Regions from separate parts of the Mus musculus genome. Here region 2 is linked to region 1. The links are chromatin contacts, called in public HiChIP or PLAC-seq maps. All regions are on one chromosome and are shown on one strand. Each heading gives the region's core, a stretch centred on a gene start, on an enhancer-like site or on the middle of the called end of the contact. The rest is flanking DNA. Distances are from core to core; before and after follow the strand shown.

Region 1 (6,419 bases), core at 1,610-4,109:
TTTGTAAGCCTAAGTCAATGTAGATTTTTTTCATAAATGAACATTGGAAATGTTTTGGAGTTGATTCTCAACTACTATAGAGAGTCCTAGCACAGGCCAGTATTTTCTTAGCTTCAAATTTTAATTGGGTAATTTGAATACTTTTCTCTGGGCCATGAGGCAACAGGGCTTGTTCTCAGGTTCCTGGAATTTGGATCTGCATTCATTAAGACAATGGATGCATTGAGATCTTGAAATATGAGCTCAATGTAAGTGAGACGGGACTTCCTAAGTTGCTCATAAATGGGTGTGGTCTCTAGCAATAGCTTCAGAGATATAGTATCATTATTTAAAAGTGTGCATGGCATTCCCAAACATCTTAAAGTGAACCTTACATAGAAACAAATTTAGAAAAATAATTCAATATCAGAGTATACTTCCGTAAAGGAGAAACAAATGTGTCTTTCAATAGTAAAGAGAATAATATGTGTCTGGTAATGGAAAAGCTTTTCCAAAGTAGGAAAATTGTAAATTATGTGCATTTATTTTCACTGCTTAGAATAATAGAAGAGGGACAATTATGAATTAATAACAGAAAACATCACCTGAAGCACAAGCGAGTGGAAGGAAGCTTTCTTAAAATTAACATTTGTAACAGTTTGTAAAGGTCCTGGTAGAAGGGACAAGGTTTGAAGTGTAAGTAAACAAAATAATTTAATAAAAAAATCCTAATGGAAACTAGCAGTTTAGAATACTCAAAAATTTTAATTTAAACTGTCTTTGCAAATTTATTTTACATATCTCTTTTGTAGGTATTGAAACAGGAATTTTAATACACAAAACAGAACATTCGAGTGATTGTTTCTGTCTCTTAAGGAAATCATCATCCAAACAGTATAATGCCCATTGTTAATCTGAGTTTAAAAAACAGAATTCAGGTACACATAAAGACAAAAACAAATAAGTTCTCTGACTTTAATACCTGACAATATTAGTTTTGAAAGTTAATCTCAATGCAGCAGTATTAAGAAATTGGCACTTAATTACCTCCTTCCCTGTAAGTGGAATGATCTCTTTTTAAAATATCAAAAGCACAAAACATTTGGTGTGTGTGTGTGTGTGTGTGTGTGTGTGTGTGTTTGTGTGCAGGCATGCATGTGTGCATGCACGCGTGTGTGTTTTTTCTCTCTTCTGTTTGATGACATTTAAAAATGTGCTGTATTGGGAGCCAACCAGTTGTCACTACTACGATCTTGGACGTCTACCTCCCATAACTGTAAGAGTTATGTTTGTTTATAAATTTAATGGTCTGTAGTATTTTATAATAGCAGCACAAATGTGAAAGTTAAAACATTAAAAGTAATAACAAGCAAAATTGAGTAAGATAATAATGAAATCAATAAAACTTGAAAGAAAATCATGAAAGAAAGACAGACCAGTAAACTAACTTCCAAGAGGAAGCAGATTGCTCTCCCAGTGTTGGTTGATAAAAGAGTTTAGATGTTATGATGAGGATCTTGGTATAAAGTGGCAGACTAGAAGTCACATTTGAGGATCTGATGGCAATAAAGTTGCCATATAATATTAATAGATCCTAATCTTAAAAGAAAATAGAAATACATGTTGTTGTTGTTTTTTTCTGCCATGAAACCAAGCTAGCATTCCTGAACACATAATAAAGTTCAAACCAGAGTAATGTGTTCACAGTTACAAGAAGTATAAAGAGACAGTATAGACTCTAGATGCTCAAGCCAGAGGATGGGTGTGTAGCTTATATGAAAATGAGACCTGAAGAGGAATAGGCTTTGGGAAAGAACCCACACTGGAACTTTGCCTGAACAAGTTGTACTAGAGACATGTGGTAGAACTTGAATCAAGGTCCCAATGCATGTAATGAAGACCCCCAGACAGAGCAGGATGTGGCAACTATAAGCAGAAGAGTGATACAGGAGTCTGGCACTGAGAGAGTCTCAATATCCTTCCCAAGAGGATGAATTACATAGTTACAGAACTTGGTTAAGTGGTATAATAGGTAAGAAGAAAGGGTTAATGTAGGTAGATGGCCCCTCCGAACCTCAGTCACAGAAAACCTTTCCTATGAAATCTAATCATTAAAATACCAGAGACAAGATTCCTATGTGGAGATGGCAGTCTCAGATTTAAGCACAAAGCAGGAGTCACTCATGGGAAATCCTTCTAATTAGGAAAAACACACACACTAGTTGGAATTATTGAGACTAGCAGCCCCAACCACAGCCTATGAAGATTAATAAAAAATTATAAAGATTAAAAGAAAAAAACATATTGTTGTTCCACCTATAGGGTTGCAGACCCCTTTAGCTCCTTGAGTACATTCTCCAGCTCCTCCACTGGGGACCCTGTGATCCATCCAATAGCTGACTGTGAGCATCCACTTCTGTGTTTGCTAGGCCCGGGTATAGCCTCACAAGAGACAGCTATATCAGGGTCCTTTCAGCAAAATCTTGCTAATGTATGCAATGGTGTTAAAAAAAAGAAAAGAAAAAAAGGAAGAAAGAAAGAAAGAAAGAAAGAAAGAAAGAAAGAAAGAAAGAAAGAAAGAAAGAAAAATGAACTAAAGAAAATATTTCCCGTGGCCAATGTGAAATGTAATCCTACCATTGGTCATAACAGACACCAATATTTTACACTGTCATAGTTTTAAAATTAAAACTTAAATATAAATTGATAATTTAATTCTCACTTGTACTAACCACAATTCAAACACTTATATAGTCCTTAAGTCTAATCACTACCATACTAGTTGGTTCCAGATCAGATCTTTAAAAACAATATGAAAATACCTCTAGTATTTCAAGAGAAAATAACAATAACTGTGTAGGTACTTCAAAGACTGCAAGAGGGAACCAAGAAAGAGGAAGTGGCTTTCTGTTGTCATACAGAATCTGAATAAGCCACAATATTGACAGCTTAAAAAAAAGAAAGAAAGAAAGAAAGAAAGAAAGAAAGAAAGAAAGAAAGAAAAAGGAAAATCCATGGGAATGAAAAAGGGAGTATGATCCCAACTAAGAAGAGACAATAATTGATATCATAATACATCTGTTTCATTTTATTTTTAATATCAACAATCACATTTTAAATATTTAAACTTGTCCTTTGTTGTTCAACTGTTAGTTTTTAATATTCATCTTGCTATCGTTTCTTTTGATAGTCTACTACTTATACCTCTAGCACATATACATTCCTCCTCATTCTTATCTTACTTCTTTGTTTCCTTATTTCACATTCTATATTTTTGTAAGTTTTGGTACCGTTTGCTCTAAAATGAAATGTATATAAAATACATATTCTCTAAGAGATGCTCTGGTGCTGCTATTTCTGAATCCTATTTGACAGAGAAGTGCAATCATAAAAGTTTCTACTGCAAGTTAACTCAAGGGCTTCTGTGAAATCATTAAACTCGTTATTGATGTTCACCTTCACCCTAAATAGCAACAGAAAACTGCAGAGAAGAAAGATCACTAGTCAGGAAGTCTAGCTGAGTGGTGAGCTCTTGACCCAATGAAAGATGTAGATGAAAGTGTAGAGAGTAATAGTGAAAAACGCCTGATGTCAACAAGTACATGAATGCACTACACATACACACACACACACACACACACACACACACACACACACACACAACATAAGAGAAAACAATCCACTATTATATTTCTAAAACCTCTAATGCTGAAAAATAAAAATCATTGAAAATAAAAAAAATAAAGTTCTACTTTAAAGAGGAGTAATGATTATGTCTTAAGCAGAAAAAAAAAATGAAGGAAAGGGATCAATCAAAGTCACAGGGAAGAAAGTTACCAGAGGGGATAAATGGTCAGTACATGGAGAAGTTATTCAACACATGAAAGGAAAATTTAGCCAAGAAATTCTTAGAATAAATTTAAATGAGGATGTAACTTTCCAGACCCTCTTAGACACAGCACCAAGGAAGTTCTGAGGGAGAAGGTTTAGAATATAACAGCTTATAAAGAGATCTCAAATAAATAGCATAATGGCACAGACCCAGATTCTAAAAACAATAAGAATCAATAAACTGAACATAAATACAGTAGGTGACAAAAAATACAGAATAACTGAGAATATATACAATTAAAAAATAAATACTTTATTATTTGAAAACATAAACAAAGGTAGACCAATCCCTAGTTAGAGTAACCAAAGAAGCAAAGAAAGAAACAAGGAAAGAAACAGAGAAACAAAGTACAGTTAAAATGTAACTGACAGGGTTGTTTTAATAAGAATGGCTCCAAAGGTTTATATATTTGAATGCTTGGGTATCATGGCATGGCACTGCTGGAGAAAGATTAGGACAAAGATTAGGATGGAGGAAGTGTCTCATGGAGGTGGGATTTGAGGGTTCAAAAGCTCAAGCTAGTCTCAGCACCACTCTCTTCCTGCTGCCTGCAGATCCATAGAACTCTCAGCAACCTCTCCAGATCCATAGCTGCCTGCATGCTGCCATGTTCCCTGCCATGATGACAATGGACCAAACCTCTGAAATCATAAGCAAGCCCCCAATTAAATGATTGTTTCCTATGGTCATTGTGTATCACTTCATAGCAATAGAGCACTGAATAAGACACACACATGCACACACACACACACACACACACACACACACACACACACACACAAATTAATTAACCAGTTAAATGTAATTTTTAAAACATATTTTTAAAAAACCCTAAACTAAAACTAAAGCTCTAGGTTAACACATGATTCAGCTGTTACCACTGATTACCAAAGGACTCTGAATATAGGAATACTTGAAAGCATCGTGATTATTAATGATCAATTCTCGCCCTGTGTGGCCCTGCACCAACCCAGAACTTTCCATGGAGGTCTCATTAGCTGGAAGACCCTCTCCATGTATTACAGCTAAACCTTGAACCTCACAGTAACCAGAATCATGTGTGGAATATTATTCTTTACAAATTGTCTCCCATGAGATATTCATGTACTCTAGCAGAAAATGAACCCATCCCTTCCTAAAACGTGTATAGCTAAACTATCTTAGTTGCATAACAGGAATGTTAAAGTGAGAGGGTATATATGAGAGAAGCTGGTAAAACCCTCAGCATGTCGTGAGGTCAACCATGAGTAGTAAAGACTAATGAAGACAAGTGGAGGCAAGAAATACGGAAGAGAGAGTCTAAGAGATTATCTGAACTTCCCGGGTCCATGGGGACCAACACAGAAAAAAAGCACCGATGGCCAAGGTACCAGCTCCATTCAGCAATATATTCCAATTTCTTCATTAGAGTAGTTTCATTTTGGTATTAGTTCTAGTGTTTATCATCTACCAATAGCTTTTTCAAGGAAACCTTTAAAAGAAGGTGAAACTGTCTCAGTGGAGGCGGATGCAGAGGCATGAGAATGGCTCATCCTCACATCTCATGCCCTCTATGGTCCCACAAAAAAGCAATTTCTTGAATTTTTTCTTCAATTATTGTCAGTCCTTCATTGAGATAATAAGGGTTGTGGATGGAGTGACCCCCACATGAGAGCGTTTATAACCAACTTCATTCTGCATCCTCTTTCAGACCCTCAGAGGCAGAGCCAGTGATCACTACTAGGGTGATGAGAGAGCATGTTACTGAAGTTGCCAACAGGGGAAAATGGAGTGTGTGTGTGTGTGTGTGTGTGTGTGTGTGTGTGTGTGTGTATCTGCTACTTCTTATTTTTATGAAAATTCTATAAAATATAAATAACTGCTAAATAAACTTGTAGACTGGAAAGGGGGGATTTGTTTTGTATGCAGAGAGACTTCACAAAGTTGAGTCTATAGATGCTAAGGCTTTCTTTGGTCTGAGAAATGCAAATCTGCTTCACTTCATTGTTGCCCAGAAACCAGCTTCCTTTCCTTTCTCCTTTGCAAGGAGTAGAAGGTAAGCTTACTTGGCAGGCTTAGTCTCTGTCTTGTTTATAGGAGCAGAAAAGTATCAATGCTAAATGTATCCAACTGTCACAGTCACATTGCCAAGAAAAACTGTTTTGTTTTAAGTGAATATTTGTTTTATTTCTTTCAACTAACTATATCAAGTGTTTTTGGGGGGAGGTGGGGCAGTGGAAGAAACAGAAATCAGTAGTATCTGAATTTATGAATATTATTCGTAGACACAACAAGGTCCTGCTTACCACATAATTTAAACATAATGTAATGAAATATTAATGCAAAAGCAATTTTCTTTTAGAAATATATACTTGTTATTTACAAGAATAGTTCTTTAGTCTACCTAGCAGATACAGTTAGAGACAGGCTGAGTCAAGGTAAGAGTTAGTTATAGCCAGTATGTTCCACAGAGTAAGCTTCGCAAGATTGTGAAGCCAGTAATAGTTATCTCAGCCAGTAACTTCAACAATCACAGAGAGTTTCAATATTAGGTACAGGACATATATAT
Region 2 (6,419 bases), core at 1,993-4,492, 800 kb before region 1:
CATACAAGAGATATTAAAAGTCCTTCTATTTTTATCTTCCCTGCATAGTGACTCAAATTTTGTCTAATGACAGAATTGTCATTGCAGCTAATATAAATCATCCCAATTGCATCAATGACAGATGTGAGAATGTGTGCTTAACCACAATGCATACGCTATCTATCAGTATTGACCACTTCTCAAGTGGGATATAGGGAATTATGATTGTGGTAATAGAGAGGAAGATCAATTATTTATTTTATGTTGGGGAGTTACAGGTCAGATGTGAAATAGACTCATTATTTTCCCCTTATTCCCAACGGCTCTCTCCAATAAGTGTCTATTGATCCATTCTCCCCAGAAGCAGTTGCTGCTAATGGATTAGGCAAGTTTATGCTTGGAATTCGTACTTTCCTTTGTAAGTACTATATTTATTCATTTGTCTAATACTCGTTTTCCAAAAATTGAGATTTGTACAATCTTAGTTTAGTAACAGTCAAAGCATACAGTCTGAAACCTTTAATAGAATTTCTTACTTTGTATATTTAAATACAAACTGAGCCGTCCTCAGTAGATTAAAGCAGAAAATAAAAATTATGAAAACAAAGTTATAAAAAGTGAGACCAGACAACTGCTAATTGACTCCATAGAACTGTCACTCAAAGAATAGGAGGGCCTATGTGGTTTTTTGTTTTGATTTTGGTGTGTGTGTGTGTTTGTGTGTGAATGTGTGTGTGTGTGTTTGTGTGTGTGTGTGTGTGTGTGTGTGTACATGTATTTTATTGTGTGGATCAGAGGACCACTTGCAGACATCCATGCTATGTTTCTACCATGTGAATCCTAAGGATTCAACTCCTTTGTTAGGACTGATGGTGAGTAAATTTACCAGCAAAGTCTCAGTGGCCTGAGCCTGGTTTATGAATTCCATAGCATAATTTTGAGAGAGAGAAGAAAACATGCTACATGGATGCAGTGGTGTGTGTGTGTGTGTGTGTGTGTGTGTAATTTTAACATCTCAAAAGACTCTGTGATAAGAAATAGTAATAGAACAATAAAACGCTTAGGCTGAGACAAGAGTCTACACACAATTAAAATGTGAGCCTTAAGAAATTAAAATGGTTCTTACAAACGGAGGTGTTTCTGAACAGCACAATTGAAAAAGATATATCTCACAAGACAATCTTCAAGTTGAGTTTTACAAATTGAAGATTATTTAACTGATAGTCTGTAAGTGGTAGTTAATTGTAAAAGGTTCATGCTTGCTTACAAACCATTACACTGTATGCAAAAGAATAGTATTGCCAATTACCCAAGCCAGCCGATATTGAAGAATTGAGAATAATGATGATAGATTTCCTGATCTGGGAGAAATTTCACTCATTTATGACTCTGCATTCTAGCTAAAGTCAAAGTCTTTTGTGATTAGACATGTATTATATTTGGTTCTATGTATGGAAACATAAGCAAAGGTCAATATATAAAAACAAAAGGTTTTTAAAGTTGGGCATTTACCTGAGAGAAAATGAACTAATAGAGGAAAAAATGAAAATGATATTTTCTGCATGTGAACATGATATTTTTTCTTGCAACAAACAGCATTTTTATACACCCCAGCCAATACCACTTCCCTTTAACCCATGAGAAACTGTTTTATTTTTCTCCCTGCTGCTACTTGAGAAGTCTGTGTAACTAAAATGCATTAAGGTAAGCAGGATTTGCGTGGACATCAATCCACTGGAAAGGCTCCCAGCAGGCCACTTGTAATGTCAATAAAGACTCATAATTGCTTGCTCCTTGATGCATTTTAGACTTGGCTCTTTGGTTGCCTGTCCTGCAGAGATTAGGTTCTCAAAACTTAGGAGACTTAACTTCCTAAACCTTGAATAGAAACTGACACACATAAACAGGGTCTTATACTAAGCTCTGTTGGTTTACTTTTAAAGACCTCAGCAGCTAGGCAAAGGTTCTAGAACCTCGGGTTTTAAGCAAGGGTCATGTCTTTCTACTTAATGCTGCTCCTTGAGTCACTCTGAATTCTTCCTAAGTCCAAGGATACCCAAATCCTGGTGGTGAGCCTTCTCATTTGCTGATGTGGAAAGTGCAAACTTAATGGGCTAATGGACTAGCAAAGGTACTGCTCAGTGAAGGAGCAGGAAGTCAGACTTCAGAGCCTCTGGAATCCTGGGGCCAAGGCACACAGATAGGAAGGAGTCTGGTTTCCAGGCTCTGTCTCCTGCTGAGGAAGCATGTAGATGTTAGGTGTGATAAGCCTGAGCAGTCAGCTCTCTTGAATGTGCCAGAAACTAGGAATGGAGAGGTGCTCAGCTAGAATACTCAGAAAGCGCGCCAGCTGCACAATACAATAGAAGTAAAAAAAAAAAAAAAAAAAAAAAAAAAAAAAAAAAAAAAAAGGTAGGCGGGAAGAGGGGTGAAAATCAGAGCCCAATACACTTCAGTTGGATTTTCAAGAGGAGCCTGCCTTTCCTGCTTTTTACCCTTCCTTTCTTCTTCCCTAGGATTACGAATGTGTTGGTGGGTGTGCCGGAGGACGCTGCCTTTTCTCAGAATTCTGGTCTCAGCAGTGAAGTTTAAATGGCATTGGATTTGCCTTCACTTCGTGAGGAGTTTCCAAACGACAACGCGTGGGTCACAGAAGTGTCCATAATGTTCGTAAGGATGCCTCCGACTTCACTTGCTTACCTCAAGCTTCAAGCTGGGATCCTCATTACCCATCCACTCTGCGGGCGAGATCAGCTCATCAGCTCCTGTGAATAATCGTATTTTCCAGACAGAGTTGTGCACTGAATAATGAACGTTCCCCTTCCACTTCCCTGTTGGATTTCACTGTGCTTCGGTCGGGTTTATTCGCCCGTGCGTTTACGTATGTTTAGCAAACACGCTTTGAATGATAGGCTGCTTTCTCGAGCTATCCTTATCCCTAGCCATTGCGTTCCTCTGGTGGGATGAGTCTCATCTTTCTCAGATGAGATGAATGCTGGTGTCGAAGCTGGCGGATCTGGAGCCTTGACGTTTGGGCGTCCTAGGAGATAGTGTGGTTCTGTGTGTGTCTGTGGTTTGGGGGCATGTGCGCAAGAACGCGTCCGCGTGCGACTGTGAGCTTCCTCCACCCGGCATAGTGCAGACCGAGCTCACAACGACTCTCCGAGCAGCCGCCAGTAACGCAAGGCAACAGCAGCCTCCGCCCCCTCAGCACGGTGATTGGCTGGCCTTGCTTATCGTTTCCCTGCTACGGCGAGGAAAGGGCCAGTGACGCCCCCGAGCCCAGCTGCAGAAGAAACCGCCACCTCCAATGCACAAGGTGTCACATTTGAAAAGAAACCTGAGCCCCAGGGAGGCGGCGCAGAGCGACCCGGGCCCGGTAAGCGCTAACTGCGCGGCAGGGAGCTGGGCAGCGCTGGAGAACCGGGAGAGCTCCACCGCTGAACATCCTAGCGACCTGATTCTGGGATCTCGGCTCCACGCTCCCTTCGCAATTTTCAGATTTCTCCCCCTTGATTATCATCCCAAAACGGAGCCTTTATACCAGGAGAAGGTGCCTGAGCTGGGACAACCAGGACTTTCCCGGGCACCCAAGATGCGCTCAATTAGAAAACGGTGGACCATCTGCACTATAAGTCTACTCCTGATCTTTTATAAGACAAAAGAAATAGCCAGAACTGAGGAGCACCAAGAGACGCAACTCATCGGGTAAATGCATGTTCAAGGATATGACACCAAATCAAGCCATAGTGAAGTGTGCTTAGAGCCGGGAGAGTGACGTTTTTGGAGTGCTGTGTGTATTGGTTTGGGCGTGCTTGTGCAGAGTGTCATGAATTAAATAACAAAGGCTCTTTGGAGGTGTGTGTGCATGTTTCCCATGCTGGTTCTAGGATGAGTTTAACTTGCCCTGTGCAATGGTGGTGGTGGTGGTGGTGGTGGTGGTGGTGGTGGTGGTGGTGGTGGTGAAAGATGTATTGGCACAGGGTGCAGCTCACCAAAGAAGTCACTGCAGAAGTGTCAACAAAGAACGAGTGCCCTTGTCAGTTTAACGCTTGAGCAGAATTCAGAGATGTCTTTACTCCTCAAGCCTTCTCTTTCTTTCTTTCCTTCTGTGTCCCGCCAGTCTATGAGGACACCATAAAAAGCGGCGTTCTCCAAAGTTTATGGTCACAGAAGTGAAGTGGGTCTTTACTCTTTTTTGTTTGTTTTTGTTGGGGGAGGGGACGCCTGTAAGATCTATTTTCTTTCTTTCTTTCTTTCTTTCTTTCTTTCTTTCTTTCTTTCTTTAAGTTAGACATTTCAGTATCAATAAGGAAAATTCCTTATTCACTCCTCTACGTATAAAACTCCCGGGTTTCATGGTTACAGTTTTAGAAGGGAACTGGGAACTGCGCCTTTACAGACCATATCTGCTCTTTTTTTTTGAGTTTGTCAAGATGTGATCAAAATCTCCGCCCCATTAAGTTCTGTAAATATCTCACTTCCTTCCTCTCTCCCCTGGCTTCTCTGCCTTTGAAGTCTATCCGGGAGCAGAGCGAGCGATTTGTAACTTCTTGTCTCTGACAAGGCTTGGAAGCGCACATCTGAGGATATGGCCCTGTTGTCAACTCTGTTAAAAGTCCTGTTTCGGAAATCCTCCCAAGTCCGGAGCTTTCCACAGTCGGAAACTGCACTGGCTGAGATTTCCTTCTGTTTTTACATTGTCTCTGGCATCTTTGAAACGAAGAAGGATGCTTTGGCATTTTTGTGTGTGCGCGGTTTTGTGTGGGGGGCGGGGCAGAGAGCTTCTCAAACACACACTAGGAAACTTTACGCAGCTCTTTTCTTAATATCCCCGCTCCTCTCTGAGTAATCAGTCACAATGAAGTGAGTAAGACGCAGGTGTATCCTCCCGGAAGGACTTGCTATTCTGCATAAAGCTAATAGTACTAGGCTCAAAGGGGACTCTAGGAGAAAGGAACACTAATAAGGAGTGGGCCGAATGGTCCTTATGCTTCAACAAACCTATTCAAGGTTTGTATGAGAGGAAAAATAAATACATACATACATAAATAAAAAGAATTAGGTGAAGTCGTTTACCTAGAAGTGGATGGTTGGAAAATCCATGTCAATGGTGGAAAAGAAAAATTGGGAGGGGTGTGAATAAACCCAGCAGACCTGTTTTTGCCAGGCAGACAAAGGGGTCTTGAAGGTGGTGAACCCGCGCGTGGGAACTCCTGGGAGAGGCGGAGGCTGGGGCTTGCGAATCGAGGCTCTTTGTTCCCTTCAGAACTGATTGGGTTCCAAGGAGCCGGCGCTTAGACAAAGCGGCCAAGCTTCTACAGGACTCCAGTGGTTTGGGACCCTAGCGAGCAGGAGTGGGCGTGGTGATGAACACTATGTCCAAACCCTGCAAAGGAGTCATTCCCTTGCTCGGATAAATTGCCTCCAGGAAGGAGGCCTGTATCCCGGGTGCCCCAAAGGAAAATATCAGATCCAGGACACTCCACGTTTCACAGTGACATTTATTCTCTGGCCTTTTTGGAAATCAAGGGAGGGTCTGCACAGCCCTGGCATCAGAGGAGCTGCAGCCCCACAGTCACACAGCGACTGGGTTAGCTCTACTGAGCTGTGCCTCCGCACCCTTTGCAAGCTGAGCTGCCAGTTCTTTCTTCCCAGTTCCTATGAGAAGGCTTGAGGCCAGCGCTTGAGTTATCAAAACAGGAAGAGAGGTGTACCGGGTGCCGTGCTGGTGTCTACCCTTTCTTCTACAAGAACTAGTAGTCAGAGCAGGATAATGAGAAGACTGGTGTGTGTGTGTGTGTGTGTGTGTGTGTGTGTGTGTGTGTGTGTGTGTGTGTGTGTGTGTTTCGTGTGTGTTTCGTGTGTGTTTCGTGTGTGAGCATCATTTCAGAAAGAAGTAAGCCTGCCTTCATTTGTGACAGTCAAGCAAACAAACAAACAAAAAAATTCACATTCAAAGCTCCTCCTCTTTAATTAAAGCCCGCAACTGCAGCTTTTTTGAACAAGGCAGAGACAGGGTTGTGGAGACAGTCCTCACCCACGTGCTGGAGAAATCCTGACTGCTCTGGGCTTCCAGACTCAGGCACAGGGTGGGGCCAGTGTTACCAAGAGCAGTGCAGGGTAGCTGGGGTCTCTGGATGTTCATCCCCTTTTGGCCTGAATGAAACGTTCAGGGGGGTGACCTGAGCACATGATTTCTTTCAACTCCCTAACAGTGCCTCTGGTGGAGCACTTGATTCATCAGCTAACCCACCATCTCGTCTCTGTGCAAGCTTATGGGGAGGCCAGTTTTGAAATGACTTAAAGAGTAAAGGGGCCCTGAAGGCCAGATCAAAACTTCATTTAAAAGTGAGACCATAGAGGCAGGCTACAGCCTTTGGGGGGCACTGCAAGCCTTACAGGCTGGCAGTAGCTCCAACCAAGTTCTTTAATCTTAC

The links. HiChIP or PLAC-seq counts read pairs in DNA pulled down with a chosen protein or histone mark.
Region 2: a contact with region 1 is called in an H3K4me3 HiChIP or PLAC-seq map of pro-B cells, with 3 times the contacts expected there. The contact joins the promoter of St8sia4 here to the enhancer-like site in region 1. A contact is called at or near these places in 6 of 39 promoter capture datasets (the 3T3-L1 cell line, 3T3-L1-derived adipocytes, the C10 cell line and 3 more), 1 of 15 datasets of contacts at CTCF or cohesin (large pre-B cells), 1 of 484 Hi-C or Micro-C datasets (the G1E-ER4 cell line) and 6 of 115 datasets of contacts at active chromatin or transcription factors (the 230-238 cell line, bone marrow-derived macrophages, embryonic forebrain and 3 more).

What each region holds. Positions count from the first base shown.
Region 1 is chr1:94,865,526-94,871,944 of GRCm38.p6, reverse strand. No RefSeq gene overlaps it. Among named protein-coding and RNA genes, the nearest start is that of 4930440C22Rik, 71 kb to the right of the region's middle. Within about 2 kb of position 2,859, at least 2 of the 459 cell types and tissues checked have an H3K27ac peak or open chromatin away from gene starts, as enhancers often do. A contact at or near this core is called in pro-B cells, where this site is marked.
Region 2 is chr1:95,664,417-95,670,835 of GRCm38.p6, reverse strand. It overlaps St8sia4 (ST8 alpha-N-acetyl-neuraminide alpha-2,8-sialyltransferase 4), which reads left to right and starts at 3,242. Exons shown (of 5, transcript NM_009183.2): 1 at 3,242-3,687. The coding sequence starts at 3,575. It overlaps Gm30431 (predicted gene, 30431), which reads right to left and starts at 3,135. Exons shown (of 4, transcript NR_166710.1): 1 at 2,680-3,135.